Regions from separate parts of the Oryctolagus cuniculus genome. Here region 2 is linked to region 1. A link is a contact called in public Micro-C data. All regions are on one chromosome and are shown on one strand. Each heading gives the region's core, a stretch centred on a gene start, on an enhancer-like site or on the middle of the called end of the contact. The rest is flanking DNA. Distances are from core to core; before and after follow the strand shown.

Region 1 (2,700 bases), core at 170-2,669:
GCCTCTCCCCACACTACCAAAGTCTGGTCTTCTCCCAGCCTCTGCGCCCACGCTTTACCTTGGGGGCAGAATGGCATTCAAAATTTCTTCTGCCTGCTTTGTAGGATCTGGGACACAGGAAGTTGAGGGGAGCTTGGTCTTGGTTATCTGTGGGATTGGACTGGAGGGTCCCGGCTGCTGGGGGCTGGCTTTCAGTGGCCGAGCCTGGGAAGAGACGATTCAGGCCTTCAGCCCCCTGGACGCCTCCGGGTCTTGCGCACCCCCTCCCCTACCCCCAGCCCGTGAAGAGTCCCTGGTCCCAACGCAATGCGCGGACCAGTGTTTCTGGAGGAAGCGGTCAGGCGTCTGCGCTCCCACCTGTAGCGGTGGGGACATCGCGACCTGACCTGTCCTTGAACCCGACTACCGGGAGAGGAATCCCTACCGTCTGTCTCCCCGCGACCAGGTCTAACCTGCGGCGCTCACACCCAGCGACATCTGGACCACCCGGACCACTCGCTCCCTCTCCGCCCGTCCCAGGGCCCGTCCCCGGACTCCGGACTCTCGCCGCGGGGATCTGCCTGGCCCGGTCCCCCGAGGCCCGTCCTCACTTTGGGGCTCCGTTTCTCCGTGTTCCGGCTCACCAACACCGGGGTGTCGTACTTGAGCAGAGAGTCGGCCGGGGGGATCATGGCGGCGATGGGGGCCTGGTTTGCGGTCACCATGGAAACCGCCCCCCCTCCCGGCCGGGGCGGGGCCTCGGGTGGGCGTGGCGCGGCGCGCGGACGCGTCCCGCGCAGCCCTGGCGCTCGGCCCCGGCACTCGGCGTCTTAATCTTGCTGCCAGCCGGGTCGCCCGGGAGACGGGGGTTCGAGTCCCTGCGCTGCGTATAGCGCGCAACTTGCGTGATTGGGTAGATCCCCCTTCGCTGAGCCCCAAGATTGTCACCTCAGTGAAGGGCTGGAGACCATTCCCCAAAAGAGGGTCTCTGGAATCCCCAGGGCTTTAAAAAGTATTCCTCAAGGTTAAATGGCGAACTGACATAGCAGGATTTGTCCACGGGCTACTATGATTGCATTTTTGTATTTCCAAGGCCAAATGGAATCACGGTTGGCGCGCAGTTTCGTCGCCTTCCTCTACCGTGTCGGTCCGGGCTTTTTCCACAAAGCGGTATATGGTTCGTGATAACGTTACTAATAGCTACGTAATGCCCAGTGATTGGCTAAGGAGCCCCCTACAGCTGTACACTGAGGTTGCCCACATGCTCTGTAGTTACGCGGTGAAGAATTAACTTGAGAGGTTCGCTTTTCCCCAGTAGTTTGCTTTCCAAACTTAAAACTCCCGCCCTTCGGGCCGGCTCCCTGCAGCCCCGCCCACGGGGGGGGCGCCGTCACATGTTCAGCGCTCCGCCGCGAGGGTTGCTGGGAGAGCTCACACCCCGGAAGCGGAAGTCCAGAGGTCAAGCTCGTCATTTCCTTCGGAGAGAGTGGCTCAACGGACCTCTTTTCTTTTGCCCGACCCGAGTCGCAGAATGAAAGAGGTGAAGAGCGAGCGGGAGCGGAGGAGCCGGCGGAGGCACCGGGAGGGGGACGTGGCGGCGGCGGCGGCGGCGGTGGTGGTGAAGCAGGAGCGCCTCAGCCCGGAAGCCGAGCCGCCCGCCCCCCGCCGGCCGGACCTCGGCGCTACTCCGTCCCCGCCGGCCGGCGAGCCGGGCCGCCCTGGCCACCGCGGGAGCAGAGCCCGGGGAGAGAGCCGGTAAGCAGAGAACAGCCGGGGTGGACCTTGGGTCGGACTCATTGAGAAAAGAGCACAGGGCCGGCATCAGAAGTGGGTTCTGAATGCCGAGCCCAGCAGCGGGAGGCGGTGGGAGTGGCCGGGTCGCGCTCGGGTAAAGGCGTGTGTGCTCCGGTGCTGGTTACTTGCGTGACAGCTGGGGTCGAGCTGATGCCTGTGGGTCAGGGCCTCGCCCCCTCTTTCGTGTGTCGCCAGCACTTCGCGGAGCGCGTGGCCCAGCGGCTAGCACTCATCGTCCGTTAAGTTGAAAGATTTTCCCCCCGTCTGCCCGCGCAGGGAGTGCGGGCGTTGTCTTCGCCCTTATCCACCCCACGCGAGTATAAGCGATCTGCTAGGTGCACTGTTTGTTCATCGTTCAGCGTACTTTTACTGAATGCCTATAGGGTACTAAAGAGTGCACTAGGGACCTGGGCCACACGGGTGAGGCTTTCGTGAAATTGGACGAGCTTGAGCCCCAGGAAGACTGCCAACATGCAAACAAAACAGTTTCCGATGGCAACAGGTCTCAGGGCTAGGTCGGCCCAGTAAGGTGATCGTGAGAGACTGGAAGGAAGCGGGGATAGAACTCTTTGAAAGAGGTGCCGTTTGAGCAGAGACCTGAGTGATCTGGCCGCCGAGGAAACGTGCAAGGAACGTGAGCTAGAAGTCGTGATCGTGGAGGAGGAGGAGGATGGTAGCGATGAGGTGGGCCGGGGAGGAGGTGCCTCCCGTGAATTGTGGTGATGAGAGTGACTTCTGCATGGTGGTGGGCGAACAGCCAAGGGACAGACCTGGACAGGAGAGTCTTCAAAGGGTAGGGGATGGAGAGCCGTGTTCCCTGAGTGAGGAGGATCCGAGGCTCCGAGGCAGCGGCGTAGGCGGGAGAGTAGGTGAGGAACGGGAAGCCCCCCGGCTCCTTTGGTGTGATCAGCAGTCTTTCACAAATGT
Region 2 (2,700 bases), core at 4-2,503, 92 kb after region 1:
CTGAGCTGATCTGAAGCCAGGAGCCAGGAGCTTCTTCCAGATCTCCCACGTGGGTGCAGGGATCCAAGCACTTGGGCCATCTTCTACTGCTTTCCCAGGTGCATTAGCAGGGAGCTGGATCCGAAGTGGAGCAACTTGGGACTCGAAACAACACCCATATGGGATGCCAGCACTGATAAAAATTCTTATTGGCTATATGTACACATATCACAGCCAACAAATACCTAATCTATATTCCCCCTGCTGTAAGGTATACTTTAAAAAGTAATATTAAGGAAATTGGGACTATTTTACAGTGGGTATGTTTAATGCATTCTTCCTTCCTGAGAGCTGTTACTTGAATCAGCAAAATGAAGTGGGCTATTCGAGAGGTTTATTTTTTTCCCCCAATCTATTCCACCTTACATTTGTGCCATTAGAATGTACGTCTTGAATTTTTAACAAAAGTGTGTGAATAAATAAAAAAAAGTATAAAAAATCCAGCCTCCTCTTCTGGGCGAACCCCTACACAAGGTCCTGAATCCATCATCAACGGTGACACTCCATGCACCTGGCCACCTGCTCCACTTCTGAGACTTAATGGAGACAGGCTATTCAGCTGGTTTTTAACGAATTCAGAGCAGCAGGTTCTTGGCTGGAGGGAAAAAAATCCACTTATCAGGAGATGTTATTCCTTCAAAAGACGAGAAGCCACTCTTCACAGAATTTGAAGGCAGCTTTTTGTTCTGCGGGCACAACATCTGGATTTGAATATGTCGGCGTTCAAAAAGAAATTTCGCATAATGGACCCAACTGAAAACACTCAGAGGACAAGGGCCGGGGAGCTGTCGGGAGGAGGCGCTTGGCGCTTGGCCCCCCCCCCCCCCCCGAAAGGCTCGCCCTGGCCCCGCGCCCCCGCGCCCGCGCTCCCCGGGGAACCTGGATCCCCAATTCAGGGAAGAGCGTGTGTGGCTCCAGCAGGTGCTGCTTCTCTTACAAAGCTGCCAAGGAAAGACGTAGTGGAGGCAGAGAGAAGTCAGGCAGGCCAAGGCCGCGCGTGGGTTTGCAACGGAGGCGCGCGGGGCCCCGCGGACAGGGAGCCGCCCAGCCGGGCCGGGGGGCCCCCCATCCCTCTGGTTCCGCCCTCGGGACGGCTGGTGGCGCCCTCTCCTGGAGTCCGAAGCTGGAACGAAACCCCTAAAAGCCCTGCCCTTGGAGGGGACGCCCGTGTCGCCGGCGGCGACTCGGCTGCAGACCGCGGCCTCCCTCTCAGGGTCCGCCGGCGCGGGGTCTCCTCGCCGCCACGCTCCTGGGGTGCCCCAGCGCCGGGCGGAGCCGCTCTCCCTCCTCGGGGGCGCAGTGGGGCCGGAGCTAGACTGCGGCGCCCCCTGCTGGGGGCTGAGGGGAGGAGAGCGCCTCTGGGGTCTGAAGCTGACCTTCACTGCCCGCTTGGCCTTAGAAAAGTGGAATCGGACTGGGTCCGAGCGGTTATTTGACTGTGCTGGGCGGGGCCGCCCTGGCACTGGCCCCAGGTGGGACCCCTGGGTAGGGGGCCCTCTGGGAGGTGGGGCTGGAGACTGTCGTGAGGGTGGGGTGTCTGCGTGGGGGCTCTCACCCGGGCCTGGGAAGGGCAGAGGGAAGTGCTGGGGTGCAGCCCCTACGCATCCCAAGCTGCGCCCGCCTTTCTCAGTGACCCCCGAAGTGTGAGCGGAGGGCCTGCAGCCAGCCCTTGCTTCTCTAAGGAACACACAAGGCCAGGGCTTCCATGCGAGGATGTCTGCCCTCCAGAGAGAGTCCCGGGCAGCGAGTTCTGGTTGAGGGTGTGAGATGACCCCGGAGACTGCTTCCCCGGCTGGCTGTGACTAAGGGGTCGTCCTTGGGGGTCCCAGGATTGCCAGGTGCTTGGACCAGAGCCCTTGGGGAATGGGATGCACCAGGTGGGTGAGGCCCAGAGCTGCGGCCACCCCACCCCACTCCAGCTGGTGGCTGCGTCTTCCTCGGGCCCCCGTGGACGTTTTCTGGCCTTGAGGGGAGGCCACACTGCTCCAGCTGCTTCTGCCCCCACGGGCCTGTCTCTGTCCTGGCTCTGCAGTGGCAGCCTCCCTGAGGTCCCGGTCTGATGGAGGAGGCCTCCCTGGCTCACCCCACCCTGGCTCTAGCCCCAGCCCCGTGTGCACTGCCCCGCACTTGCCCGGTGCTCACGGAGTGTCTGCCTTCATGGCTGACCTGGGCAGTCCTCCTGAGTCAGCTCAGTGTGGCCCCAGAAAGGATTCCAGCAGGTGCAGGAGGTGGGGCCCTGAAGCTTGACTGATGGGTGACTTGAGCAGTCAGCCTCTTCCCCCTGCCTGAGGCCCTGACACCCCACTCCCAGCTGGGCCCAGCCCCCGTGTGAACTGGGCTCCCCCAAACGTGACACTCCTCTCCCTATTTTGCTTCAGGTACCCCAGGCTGGGCTGTCCTCCTCAGCCTGTGTGATACTCACAGTGGGCCTTGGTCCTTCCATGATTCACCCACCCCAGGGTGCATGGCGAGCCCCACGAGGATGTCTCCCTTGCTCTGCTGTCCCTAGCAGCTTGGGGACCGAGAGAGAGAGAGAGAGAGAGAGAGAAAGAGAGAGAGAGGAAGGATGAATTAGGGCATTCAAGGGGAGAGAGGGGGGGGGGGAAGGAGATGGAGGTGGAGAGGTGCCGGGAGCTCTACTCCTGGGTCCCACCCTTCAGA

What was found. Hi-C and Micro-C count contacts between places; a contact is called where the count stands out from the background.
Region 2: a Micro-C map of ear pinna shows a contact between it and region 1, with 4 times the contacts expected there. The contact joins the enhancer-like site here to the promoter of SNIP1 in region 1. A contact is called at or near these places in 2 of 6 Hi-C or Micro-C datasets (ear pinna and an unstated tissue).

The regions. Positions count from the first base shown.
Region 1 is chr7:135,212,881-135,215,580 of mOryCun1.1, forward strand. SNIP1 (Smad nuclear interacting protein 1) reads left to right here and starts at 1,420. Exons shown (of 4, transcript XM_002720662.5): 1 at 1,420-1,734. The coding sequence starts at 1,511. It overlaps DNALI1 (dynein axonemal light intermediate chain 1), which reads right to left and starts at 748. Exons shown (of 6, transcript XM_008273652.4): 1 at 591-748; 2 at 59-204. The coding sequence starts at 704.
Region 2 is chr7:135,305,013-135,307,712 of mOryCun1.1, forward strand. No RefSeq gene overlaps it. Among named protein-coding and RNA genes, the nearest start is that of ZC3H12A, 19 kb to the left of the region's middle. Within about 2 kb of position 1,254, at least 3 of the 8 cell types and tissues checked have an H3K27ac peak or open chromatin away from gene starts, as enhancers often do. A contact at or near this core is called in ear pinna, where this site is marked.